3 separate regions of the Mus musculus genome follow, and all the other regions are linked to region 2. Evidence: chromatin contacts called from public HiChIP or PLAC-seq data. All regions are on one chromosome and are shown on one strand. The core of a region is the stretch at or near the end of the contact, and the rest is flanking DNA. Distances in the headings are between cores, read along the strand shown. Region 1 overlaps Fryl (FRY like transcription coactivator). Region 2 overlaps Tec (tec protein tyrosine kinase). Region 3 overlaps 1700025M24Rik (RIKEN cDNA 1700025M24 gene).

What was found. HiChIP or PLAC-seq counts read pairs in DNA pulled down with a chosen protein or histone mark.
Region 1: a contact with region 2 is called in an HNF4G HiChIP or PLAC-seq map of pancreatic cancer cells. The contact joins two enhancer-like sites. A contact is called at or near these places in 2 of 115 datasets of contacts at active chromatin or transcription factors (memory CD8 T cells and pancreatic cancer cells).
Region 3: a contact with region 2 is called in a FOXA1 HiChIP or PLAC-seq map of pancreatic cancer cells. The contact joins two enhancer-like sites. A contact is called at or near these places in 1 of 39 promoter capture datasets (pre-B cells), 1 of 484 Hi-C or Micro-C datasets (B cells), 1 of 115 datasets of contacts at active chromatin or transcription factors (pancreatic cancer cells) and 1 of 9 other capture datasets (adipose tissue).

The regions. Positions count from the first base shown.
Region 1 is chr5:73,231,853-73,235,570 of GRCm38.p6, reverse strand. The region is part of intron 1 of Fryl (FRY like transcription coactivator); the gene reads left to right. Among named protein-coding and RNA genes, the nearest start is that of Fryl, 23 kb to the left of the region's middle. Within about 2 kb of position 1,975, at least 51 of the 459 cell types and tissues checked have an H3K27ac peak or open chromatin away from gene starts, as enhancers often do. A contact at or near this core is called in pancreatic cancer cells, where this site is marked.
Region 2 is chr5:72,854,696-72,858,680 of GRCm38.p6, reverse strand. The region is part of intron 1 of Tec (tec protein tyrosine kinase); the gene reads left to right. Among named protein-coding and RNA genes, the nearest start is that of Tec, 12 kb to the left of the region's middle. Within about 2 kb of position 2,695, at least 157 of the 459 cell types and tissues checked have an H3K27ac peak or open chromatin away from gene starts, as enhancers often do. A contact at or near this core is called in pancreatic cancer cells, where this site is marked.
Region 3 is chr5:73,278,580-73,282,063 of GRCm38.p6, reverse strand. All of the region lies in intron 1 of 1700025M24Rik (RIKEN cDNA 1700025M24 gene), which reads left to right. Among named protein-coding and RNA genes, the nearest start is that of 1700025M24Rik, 3.9 kb to the left of the region's middle. Within about 2 kb of position 1,578, at least 61 of the 459 cell types and tissues checked have an H3K27ac peak or open chromatin away from gene starts, as enhancers often do. A contact at or near this core is called in pancreatic cancer cells, where this site is marked.

The sequences.
Region 1 (3,718 bases), core at 726-3,225, 380 kb before region 2:
AAAACTTGATGACCAGTCTTGCTGTCTGACACCGTTGGTCCCAATCCCCGAACACAACACATTCCAATCTCCTTATGATTTGGTTCTAGGAGAATCTGATCTCAGTTCTCACCATTTCCCACCAAGGCTCAATATGGTGTTGCCACATGGGACGTCTCATCATGCTTCCTGTTTCTCTGTAAGCTGCTGCTGCCTCTGCTTTCTAAAGTATATGCATGTGTACTGAGAGTGTATCTGTGTTTGTGCGCACTGTTTATAATGTGTTCTTGTTTAAAAGTACTTCTGGGAATGCAACTATGTTCACCACTATGCCACCAACACACCACACAACCCTTTCTTTGTCTTGTCTGTCACGTCATTTCTTACTGTGTAGGTGGGAGCTACTGGCGATTTCATAGCACATTAATATCTCCGTCATCTGCAAATAGCAACATTGTGGTAAGTGGAGTGAGAAGCTTTCGTTATTTGAAACGATCCCTGTAATTAGACTCACTGTGGGATGGAGTTTGAATTTGGTCATTATTGCAAGTCAAAGGTTTTAAGTCCGGTAGCTTGTTTCACTTTTAGGTAAAGACACATAGATACGTATTCTTAATGCAGTGTGTAGTGTGTCTGGGTGTGCAAGCACTTGTGTGTTTTCACTGTTAAGTGCCCTTAACGTAGTGTGTGTGCGTTTGTGATATTTTTATTTATTCATGTGTTTTTGGGAGGGGGAGCCTGTGTATCCCCTCTTGGCTTTCTGGCTTCTTCCGATGGCTTTCCCGCATCATCTGCTTGCATCATCTTCTCCCTGCGTCATCTTCTGCCCATGTCATCTTCTGCATGTTGGGATCCAGTTGCTCACATCCCTGCTTGGCTTGCCTTTTGCAGCTCATCTCTCGGATGTCACAGCTTTGCTCTACAGCCTTTGATTTTTTCCCCCTTTTTTAAAATCAGGCACATGTAACTAATTTGTTGGCTTTCTTTGTTATTCTATTCTCTAAGATTCTTTGAGGCTCTCTATATAACTTAATGCCTTTGAACACGTAAACAGTAATTAACTTATGAAGGGGCTGGCATTTTGCACTGTGATTTATGATGCTTCTTAGTTTCACAGGCCTGTCTTCCTTCCTCCCTCCTACCCTCCCTCCCTCCTCTCCTTCATTGTATACAACAACTTTATTGAGGTATAATTCACGTCCCATAACATCCACCCTTTAAAAGTATGTCATCCAGGGCTGTGGAGATGGCTGAGCAGTTAATACCATTCACCAGCACCCAGATGGCATCTCAACCCTTTGTAACTCCAGTTCTGGTGGGTCTCACGCCCTCATCTCACCTCCCTTGGGCACCGCACAGATGCTGTGCATATGCAGGGGAACTCTCATACACACAAAAGTAGCTAACAACTTCAAAGAGCATGTCACAGAATAGGGTTAGGCCTGTTTACAGCATTGTGTAATGTTACCCCTCCATCTGAAAACATTTTAGAGCATTCTTATCACCCCTAAAAGGAATTTCTTACTCATTAGCACTCATCTCTCCTACCAATGTCTCTCCTGTGTTGTGTTTCTATAGCTTGAGTCTCCCTCCGGTTTCTTCATATTCTTAGTACACTTATCATCTAGTCAGATGCTAATTTGGATTATATTAGAGTTCGACAGAGCAACTGAACTGTGAACTCTGTGTGTGTGTGTGTGTGTGTGTGTGAGTGTGTGTGTGTGTGTGTAAGGCCAGACAGACATGAGAGATCTTACATCTTAAAGAGTTGGCACCATGGTTGTAGAGACTTGGCAGACTTGGCAGGTCTGAAGTCGGCAGAGTAGGCTGGCAGGCTGGAGACTCAGAAAAGAGTTGCGTTGGTCTGCTGGCCAAGTTTACCAGTCTCCTGGAAAGACCGGTGCTTTTTTTCCAGTCAGGTATATTCACCTGACAGGATGACGCTCGCCCACAGTTTGGAGGCTGTTGGGTTTTGTTGGTTGCTTTGTTTTGAGATGAGGGCCCTGTCTCTTGTCTAGGCTGGCCTTAAGCTGCCAGCGCTCTCTCGAGCCAGCCTTCTGAGTAATGAGAATTACTCACGTATAAACCACTGCGCCTGGCCTGGAGTGCAGTTTGTTTTCCTTCGTCAACTAACTTAAATATTAATCTCATATTAAAAATGTGTCCCGTCACCTTGGCACCACGCCTAGCCAGACTTGACACATAAAATCAGCCACCACACAGATACTTATTCAGAGCTAGTTTAAAATAGAAGAAAGTTGGAAGCCGTAATGGCCCGGAGGATGCCTTTGGGCCCTCACCCCTCCAGGAAGAAGCTTCAACCATAGACCAGCTTCATCCCTTTCTGTAAGCTATCTGTTAGATGCACTGTTTACATTTGGATTGCCTCCCGTGTCAGATAAGCTGCCACAGTCAGTCAGAGACTAACCTAACCAGACACTTCCAGGTGTGCCTACTGACTGGTCTCCTAGGTGATTTCAGGTCCCGTCAAATTGACACACACTAGCCATATTAGCTGGAAATACTTGGCTTCAGGATACCACAGTCAAGGTTTGCCTCTGACCGTCACTGACCTGCCCTCAGCTTTCTTTCACAGTTCATGTTCTTTATCCTTGGGGCCCCAGGACTTCCTTTCCATCTAAAGTATTGTCTTTATGACAGGCCATGCAGATGGATAATCTCAGTTGTTCCCTACAGTAGACCATCTTGGGACGCCTAGCTGGCCTTAGCTTGTTATACACAGGCCAGCGCAATCCAATCATGTCAGTATTCACTATGTCAATGAAATGAAGCACTCCCCCAGGCCATCTCCCAGAAAATGGCAACACTGAAACAAATGTCATTTGACCAAGACTCAGCTCCTATTTCACCTGTAGTAACATTTACAAACCCTTTCCTAAGCTTTTATCTTGGGTGTGTGTGTATTATGCACATATGCGTGCAAACGCACTCGTGTATACTATGATGTGGAGGCCAGAAGCCAATATTGGATGTCTTTCCCAGTTGCTCTCAATCTCATTTTTTGAGACAGGGTCTCTCACAGAAGCCACCGCTCACCGATTTGCCTAGGCTAGAGCCAGTGAGCTCGGACCTGTCTCTGCCTCGCGCCCCTCCCCCCCCATCCCCCAGAACTAGGATTGGAGCGGAATTAGAGCCATGGTGCCCAGCTGTTTTATGTAGCAGTCTCTCCAGCTCCCTCATTTGTGTTTTTAATCACCATTCCAATCACTCCCCACCCCACTCCCCAGGAACAGCTGTCTTAGAAAGCAGATGTTTTCACCTTCACACCTTTGGTCAGAATCTCACCAGGGGCCACTTGTCTTGGAGTTAGCCCCTGGCTGGTCTTTCTTTCTCTCTTTACCGTGAGTGACCGCTGCTTGCACACACTCCCTGGTGCTGGTGAACCGCCCAGCTCTGTCATTGCTCGGCTCTGATGGAGCTTTGTATCACTTCTTTCCTTTCTCTCGGGGACACACAGAGTCCCTTAAAGATTGCAGTCTATATTTAGCTTAACAAACGGTGGAGGGAGTAGTAGTTGAGTGTGGGCTGTTTTCTACCAGTGCTCCCCTTAGAGGTGTGAACTTAGCAGGAGGCTCTCAGACCCTAGAAGATAAGAGCTGCTCTGCCAGAGTGGGGAGCTTCCTCCTTTCCTTGCCTCCCCCCTCTCTTTCTTCCTCCTTCCTCCCCTTCCCTTATTCTTACCTTAAAGTACTTTTGTAGAAATTCATGATTTAGGGCC
Region 2 (3,985 bases), core at 1,446-3,945:
GAGCTTCTGCTTTTTTTTTCTGCCACGGACTTTTCTCGAAGAGTAAGCATAGCTGAGAGCCTAGGGTCATATACAAAGATCTGCGTCTAATACAGTGAAGTGGTCAGGTTCTTCAGGTGTCGCTCCAGACCCTTGATGAGGCGTGGGTCCTGAGAATGCGTCCCAGCAACAAACAGATCAACTCCGTGAACCGCAGCAGCTTGAACATGTCTAACAGTGCCGCCGGGGCTGTGGCGGAGGCTCAGTGCTAGTGTGATCACCTGAGACATGCAAAGCCTTGGGTTTGATATCTAGCCCTACACCCACAGAGAGAAACAGTAACAGCTTTGAAAAAGAGAAAGGCAAGTGAAATTAACTTTCATAACATGCGCTGTATAACCTAATATTTAAAATACTGTCATTTTCTTATATATAATCATATAGTAAATTTTTAATGAGAAGCAGTTTGGAGCAATGCAAGATCATGAACACAGTACAACAGAACGTGTTGTGGTTCAGTGCAGTGTCTCACGTATGGCAGTTGGTAGTGAAATGTTCTTCCAAACTACACAGTTGTTGTTCAAGGGAAGATATCTTATACTGCTTCAGTTTTCGATTAGAATTTCTGCGGTGGGAGGGCTTTGCTCTCCCCAGCACTGAGAAGGCAGCTGTGTGAGTAACAGCTGCATTGACAGCAGCACAGAGCCAAAGGTCCCCTGTTCCCAAAGGCCTATGACTCAAGTGTTGTCCCTCCCTCATTCAGTCTTGTTTACCTGCCTGTGTCTGAGGCTGCCAAGCACAGTTGTGCGGATTATTGCAACATCATGGGATGGCCTTCACAGCAGAGACTTAGTGGGTCTGCTTACTTTTCGTAGCCACAGTTTAGAGAGGGTAAGAGGTAACAATCTTAAGGGAATTATTTTGCTTCCTAACTTATGTAGAGGTATTTTTTGCGGGGGAGGGGGGAGGGGGGAGGGAAGGATGAGTAGTCGTAGTCTCTGTGTCTTCTGAGAGCCCAACTGCTGCTGCTGCTTCTGATCATCATCATCGTCTCCTCCTCCTCCTCCTTCCTCCTTCTCCCCTTCCTCTCCTCCTCCTCCTCCTCCTCCTCTTCCTCCTCCTCCTCCTCCTTCCTCCTCCTCCCCTTCCTCTCCTCCTCCTCTTCCTCTTCCTTCCTTCCTTCCTTCTTCTTCTTCTTCTCTCCTTTTCTTATTCTTCTCCTTCTCCTCCTCCTTCTCCGTCTCCTCCTCCTTCTTTTTCTTCATCATCATCACTTTTTTTTTAATGCTTAACAGGGTCTCATTCTCTCTGCCAGTGGCTGGACATATGGAAGCGATTTTAGCCAAACTCTCCACCTGTAGAAAGTGTGCCTAGAGGCTCACTACTCTTCACACCGTTGTACTTTGGAGCCCTATGTGTCTTCCTTGTGATTGCATTCCCAGGTGCTTAACCCATTTCTTGATTGGCATTGAGACCTGGCCTCAACTGGACCTCTGGCTTGTGTCCTGAGTTGCTCTAATGACCTTTGACCCTAGACTGACCGATGTAAATGCTGACATGGCTTTCCTTCACGGAGTCCCCCGCTCACCCTTCATGTGGTACAGGTCTTCTCATGACACTCATTGTCATTATGGTTGCTTCTAATAAATAGGGGCGGGCTCTTGATCGCTTGTAGCAGGCATCGTTCGGAGCTGTCTATGCGTGTCTTTGTAAACATCTCCAGGAGGCAGGCATTATACCCCATTTTTTTTTATAAGAAAACTGAGGCACTGAGAAATGAAGTATTTTACCCAAGGCTATACAGCTAATGAGGCCCAGAGGATCTTTATAGCCTGCCCCTGACTTCAAAGCTCTTCTGTGTTGCCATTACTGGGGTTGGACTTCTGCCTATGGTCCCAGGGTCTTTAGGAACAGGAGCCACACCATAGTAGACTTAACTGTTTGTCGACCTAGACTTCTTTTCTCTGGGGAGCTGGGGTTCATGTGGTTTGGGTAGGATACATAGAACCCTGGTGGTCATGTGACTTAGCTCTGGTCAATCTATGGAGTCCTTCCATCAGACCTTGTGATTGGCTCAGGAGCTGGTACTTGACCCAGGCTGGCTCCCAGGCTCCCTTTAAGGAAGGAGGTTTTCTCTGACTTAGGAGAGTGAATCGTCACATGGTGGGGGAGAGGCCATGAGCTGCGGGGAGAATAGAGACAGCCGCCTTTGAAGCTCTGCATTCAGCTGTGTTCCCTGTGTCCAGGACTTAGACTTACGTGGGACAGGTGCTTCCGTTGTGGTGCAGCCTTGGCTTCCCTACTGCCATGTTCTGTCGCTGGGTGAGAGCAGGCATTCTGGGATCTTGCTATCTACTTGGAACCCAGATGTTTTTGATCCCTGCAGACTTTGGGTCCCATCACGCTGTATCCTTTCCTTGTGGGTTGTTACTCCTTTCCCTAGTGAAAGGAGATACCACACCCAACCATCCCCTAGCCCCCCCACCCTATTTCCTAAGGGGCAGCCCACACACGTGGATATGGGTAGGGTGAATGTTGAACCATGAGTAGAATATTAGAGAACTCTCTTCTTCATAGACACTGGGGAATTACCAATGTGACCACCATCCCATTCTTTGAATGCTGATCAAAGACTCCTGAGCATGGAATCCATCTGGCCCCAGACACTCTCTGGGCTCCCAGCCAGCTTGAGTCAGAGCCTGGTTCTCAGCCCCACTCGCCCTGACTTCCAGCCTTTCTGGTCTGCTGTTTGCCTGTGATCTCACACTCCTGCTGTGATTCTGTCCTCCATCCTTCCCGCTGGCTTCCTTCCCACACTTTAGGCAGCCCTCCAAGAGCTAGTGCATTGTTCCATTGTGAATCAACTCTCCCACACAGAGCCCGAACACTCCCTTCTCCACAGCTCTCTGGGAGGTTCACAGGGCACCCCTTTCTGCCCTTCTCCTTTAGAGTTCAAGCCATTGTTACACACACCCTCCTCCTACCAGCCTGTTGTTAGTCATTCTCCCTGATTTGATGGCTTCTGTTCTCTCCCAACCCTGATCCCTGTTTTCGTGTGTACAGTTAACTTTATACTTGCAGTAGGGGGTCTGTGGGGGTCTGTAATGGAAGTGATTAGTTGTGGGAAAAGGGGGGATTTCTTAAGAGATATCCTGTAATCAAGACCTTCAGAAGTGAAAGGATTGCTGTAGGTAGGTCAAGAGTGGAAGGGCTGTCCAGGCAGAGCTAACTGCTTGGGCAGAAGTCTGGAGATAGAAAAAGTCTTGCTGGGATACTAATGGTAGGAGAGGAAGAGAGAGCCCAGTTTGATGAGGCGTGGTTGTATTTATTTACAATTAAGGGATGAGTCAGACAGGAGAAAGAGTGAGATTTTTGTTGTGAAGACAAGATGAGAACTTGGTTGGAGATTTTATAAAGGAGGACTAGCGAAGGAAGCAGATTTAAGACATTCTTGCTAAGACTCAGGGTGTAGAGAAAGATAGTGAATAAGTTTGAAGAACTTGCTTGGCTACGAGGGAGCTGGGAGCAGGGTGGAGGATTGAGGCTGGGATCTTGCTTCTTAGGAGCTTGGTGAGAGTGAGGTCCTGCCCGGTGATGAGAGACTTACAGGTGTTCTGGGCTGCCAGGAGACAGCATCTGTGTACTTGCTAGGAATCAAAGTTCTTAGCCCTTTAATTACCTTGTGCATTAAAAGTAAGATAACTTCCTTCATGAGGGTAAAAATGGCCTACACTATATAAGCTTGTGATGTTTCTCAAAGCATGTTTTATAGAATGCTACAACCCTGAGAGATGTTAATAAGGTTCAAGGGAAATACAATGAGTTTTGTGACCAAATAAAGTTGGGAAACCCTGTGGCTGGTGTGATTCATAGAGCATGTTCACATATTAAACCCTCCCAGAAATGCACACAGGAAGCAGGCTTGATGTTTAAGTCAGGTTTTACCTAATATGTTTATGTGCTCATTCATTCCCCTATCCAGCACACATGTAGGAAGTGCACACTG
Region 3 (3,484 bases), core at 329-2,828, 420 kb before region 2:
ACGCAAGGTGAAAAGAGACTCGTGAAGAGTGGTTCCCTGACTTTCATGAATATACCATGGCTCACGCACCCCACACACCCCACACAATTAACAAACGATTTTAGCACGTGGCGCAGTTAGTTACTTTTCTGCTGCTGTGGTGAAAATGGCGACGGTGATTGGTTAATTTGTCAACTGACCACATCTTCCATCAAATAAAACCTTAGCAGCTGGGAGGGATTATTTTTGATTGGATCATTTGAGGTCGAAGACCCGCCCCCAATCTGGGCCAGACCTTCTGGTGGCAGCCCACAGAAAAGGATACCTGCTAGCTTGTGCATACTTTGGAGGGCAAGCTCATCTCTGCTGCCACTGGGGAATCCCTTAACTGGGACTAGAACCTCTGTCCTTTGGGTCTCAACACAGACTGAAGACTAGCTGAGACAACAAGTTTCAGGAACTGGTATCTACTGGATTTTTGGCCTTTCTGTTAGTCGACAGCCACTTTTGGATTAGCCAGACCATATCCTGTAAGCCACTTTGATAAACCTTCTTAATACTTATGTAGAGTCTATGAGTTCTTTTCCTCTACAGAACCCTGAATAACACAGTAGCCAAAAGCAATTTATGGAAGAGTTCGTTTGGCTTATGGCTCCAGAGGGGGAGTCTGTAAGTGTCAGGAAGCATAGGTACAGGTAGCCAAGCATGAAGCTAGGGGGTCACATCCTTAACTTTAAACATGAAACAGAAAGAGCAAGCTAGAAGTCGGGTGAGGCTATGAACTCTCAAAGCCAACACGTTCCCAGTGGCATACTTCTTCCAGCAAGGCCGTACCACATCCCCAAATAGCACTGCCAAATGGGGACCAAGTGTTCAAGCGACCGAACCTATGAGAGACATTTCTAATTCCTCAATCAAAACTACCGCGTATGGAACAGGGGAAAGGCTGAGAATGCACTCAGACCAACAGGACATTTTAAACAAGAAATGACAATGTCCTGTATGCAGCTTGCACTTTCATCTTTATGAATGCTACCGGTTGTTGCCTCTTTCCAAACAAGATCATGTTTAAGGAGATTAAAGAACGAGAAAAAAATCACAAAATTTGCAAATAACCGAGCTTGCTCTTAAAGTGGGGTGTTGGAGGGACCATGAGAGAAAAGGGGGTTACTTGGGGGGAAGGAAAGTGAGAAGAAAGAGGGGGCAGGTGGGCAAGGGGGGGAGGAGAACAAATAAGAATGGAGTATGAGGGCACATATAAATGAAAAGACTATGGTGAGATCTATTGCATCTTTATGTTAACAACAAAATGTAAAAGGGGAACTAGAGAGAGAAGTGGGTGTGGTGGCAAATACTAGTAAACCAAGCACCCCCCAGCGGCACGGGGTCACAGGTTCAAGGCCTGCACTGGGCAATAAAATGAGCTCAAAGTCTATGCTACAAAGTAAGACCCGGCCCCAAAAAGCAAAGCAAGATGAACAAACTGAACTGAAACAAAACAAAGAGCCCTCGATTGCTTTGCTTCGCTGCTGTTCAGAGCATGGGGACCTTTTCCTAGAAGCTGCCCGTGATAATAATACTAGATGTTTTTCCTGTGACTCATTCTGAAGGCTTTCCATTCCTTAGGGAAATTCCACAGTATTATTTTTGCTCTTTAGGAGTATTTTGGTTTTGATATTGTTCAGCTTTTACTAGACAGAAAGTGTAAATGTGATGGCTATTTGGGTAGCTCTTTAAAAATAACCACAATTCAGGGAAAATATAAATAAGACAACTCCAGAGTCACATGTGTACTATTATTATTATTATCATTATTATTATTTGTGTGGGGGTGGGAAGGAATGAAGGAGAAAAGGTATTAAAAATACCAAGAATTCCTATTGACCAAAACTGAATAAAATATTTATGACTGAACCATCAATAGCACAAAGAAGTGAAGAAGCTGGGGGTGGGGGGGAGACAATCTGTGTACACAGAGAGGGAAATGGCCTGTGGATCTGCAAAAATGGGCAACAGACAGCCCTAAATAAATCCGGCTAGGAACTGTGTTTGCCCTGAAGGCAGGGCAAGAAGGCTGCTTCCAGCACAAAGAGCAGCAGAGGCCATTAAAGGGAATTTTCAGAAGGGAGTGACATTGTTAGAATGGCAACAGAGGAAGTTGGTTTTGGCAGCAGTCTTGGGAAAGACTTGAGGAGGGGAAAAAAAATGAAGAAAGGAGAGGCTTTTCTCAAGGGAGACAAGTCCACACAACATGCTTAGGTGGGGTCACAGGCACAGAAAAGGCAGAGCATTCAGGAGCTGTGCGTTTTCATCTTAGCAGAAACCTTTCCTTCAAGTCCTCTTCATCAAAGCCTGTCCTGCAGCTGTCTTCCCATTGTGCCTTGAATTCAGCCTTCATTATGGCCTGACATTACTGTCATGACAACAAGAGCACTTTTTTTTTTTGAGACTGACTGCTTCTGCCACCTGCCCGAACCTTGTGTTGGGACAAGACTCCAGGAGCTGGTCAGTTTTCAAGTGGAAAGATCTGGGCATTCTAAACTTCAGTCAGATGGGTCACACCTTGAGCCAGCAAGGGTGAAGTAAAACAGCCGTTGTTCCTGATGCCGTTCTGCGTTATAAACATGTGTTAAAAGGTTGGGGAGGCGCAGAGCCCTTAGTGTCTCGGTATAGCACTAAGCTTGTTGAGACAAGTTTCAGTTCTTTGAACCCTCCTCCTCCTAATGTTTATCCAGCCCAGTGCCCTGTTGGCTAATCACCTTGTAGCCTGTATGTTTTCTCTCCTTTGTGTTTTGTTTTTCGAAGCTGTTGCTAATTTCATCTCTACTGGCTGCTTTGTATTTTTTAAACTATATTCGGACAAAACGAGAATGTTACTACGTGTTTGACAGCGATGCTGGGAATTCTGATGGCAACTGTGCAGAAGAAAATAATACGCACACACGGTTATTTTTATACTTGCTTTTTTAAATCGGGGAATTCAACACGTTTAACAAACTTCGATTGTGAGACTTCTTTTTATACACAGTAACTTTGGTCTTTTAGGGACAGAGCCGTCATCACATCTCGTTTGACTGCTGGTGTGCAGGGGGGGAAATGTCATCTGTAGGCTGGAGCTTTTTCATCTCAAATGAGGATTTCTAGGGAAAGAAGCAATCGTAGTCCCAGGGTGAGGATGGGCCTGGGAGCCACAGCTTGTGCCTCTAAACACTGGAGGAAAACTTTCCCCAGGGAATGAGTCCTTGATGACTATAAGCAATTATCTATAGACTGAGACACCCATGAGAATGTCACTGACCTAGGCAAAGTCAGTTCTCTCTCTTCTGTCATACCACCCACAGCAGAGGTAGAGAGAGCCCAGTGGCCAGCAAGGCTATGACACTATGCTGCCTGCCCATCTCTATAGGTTTCGAGGAAATGAAATAACAAAGCGGAAGCTAATAATGAAGACTGAAACCCACCTTCTCTTCAGTGTCCGCCACAGTGAATTCCATCAGGTCGAAGC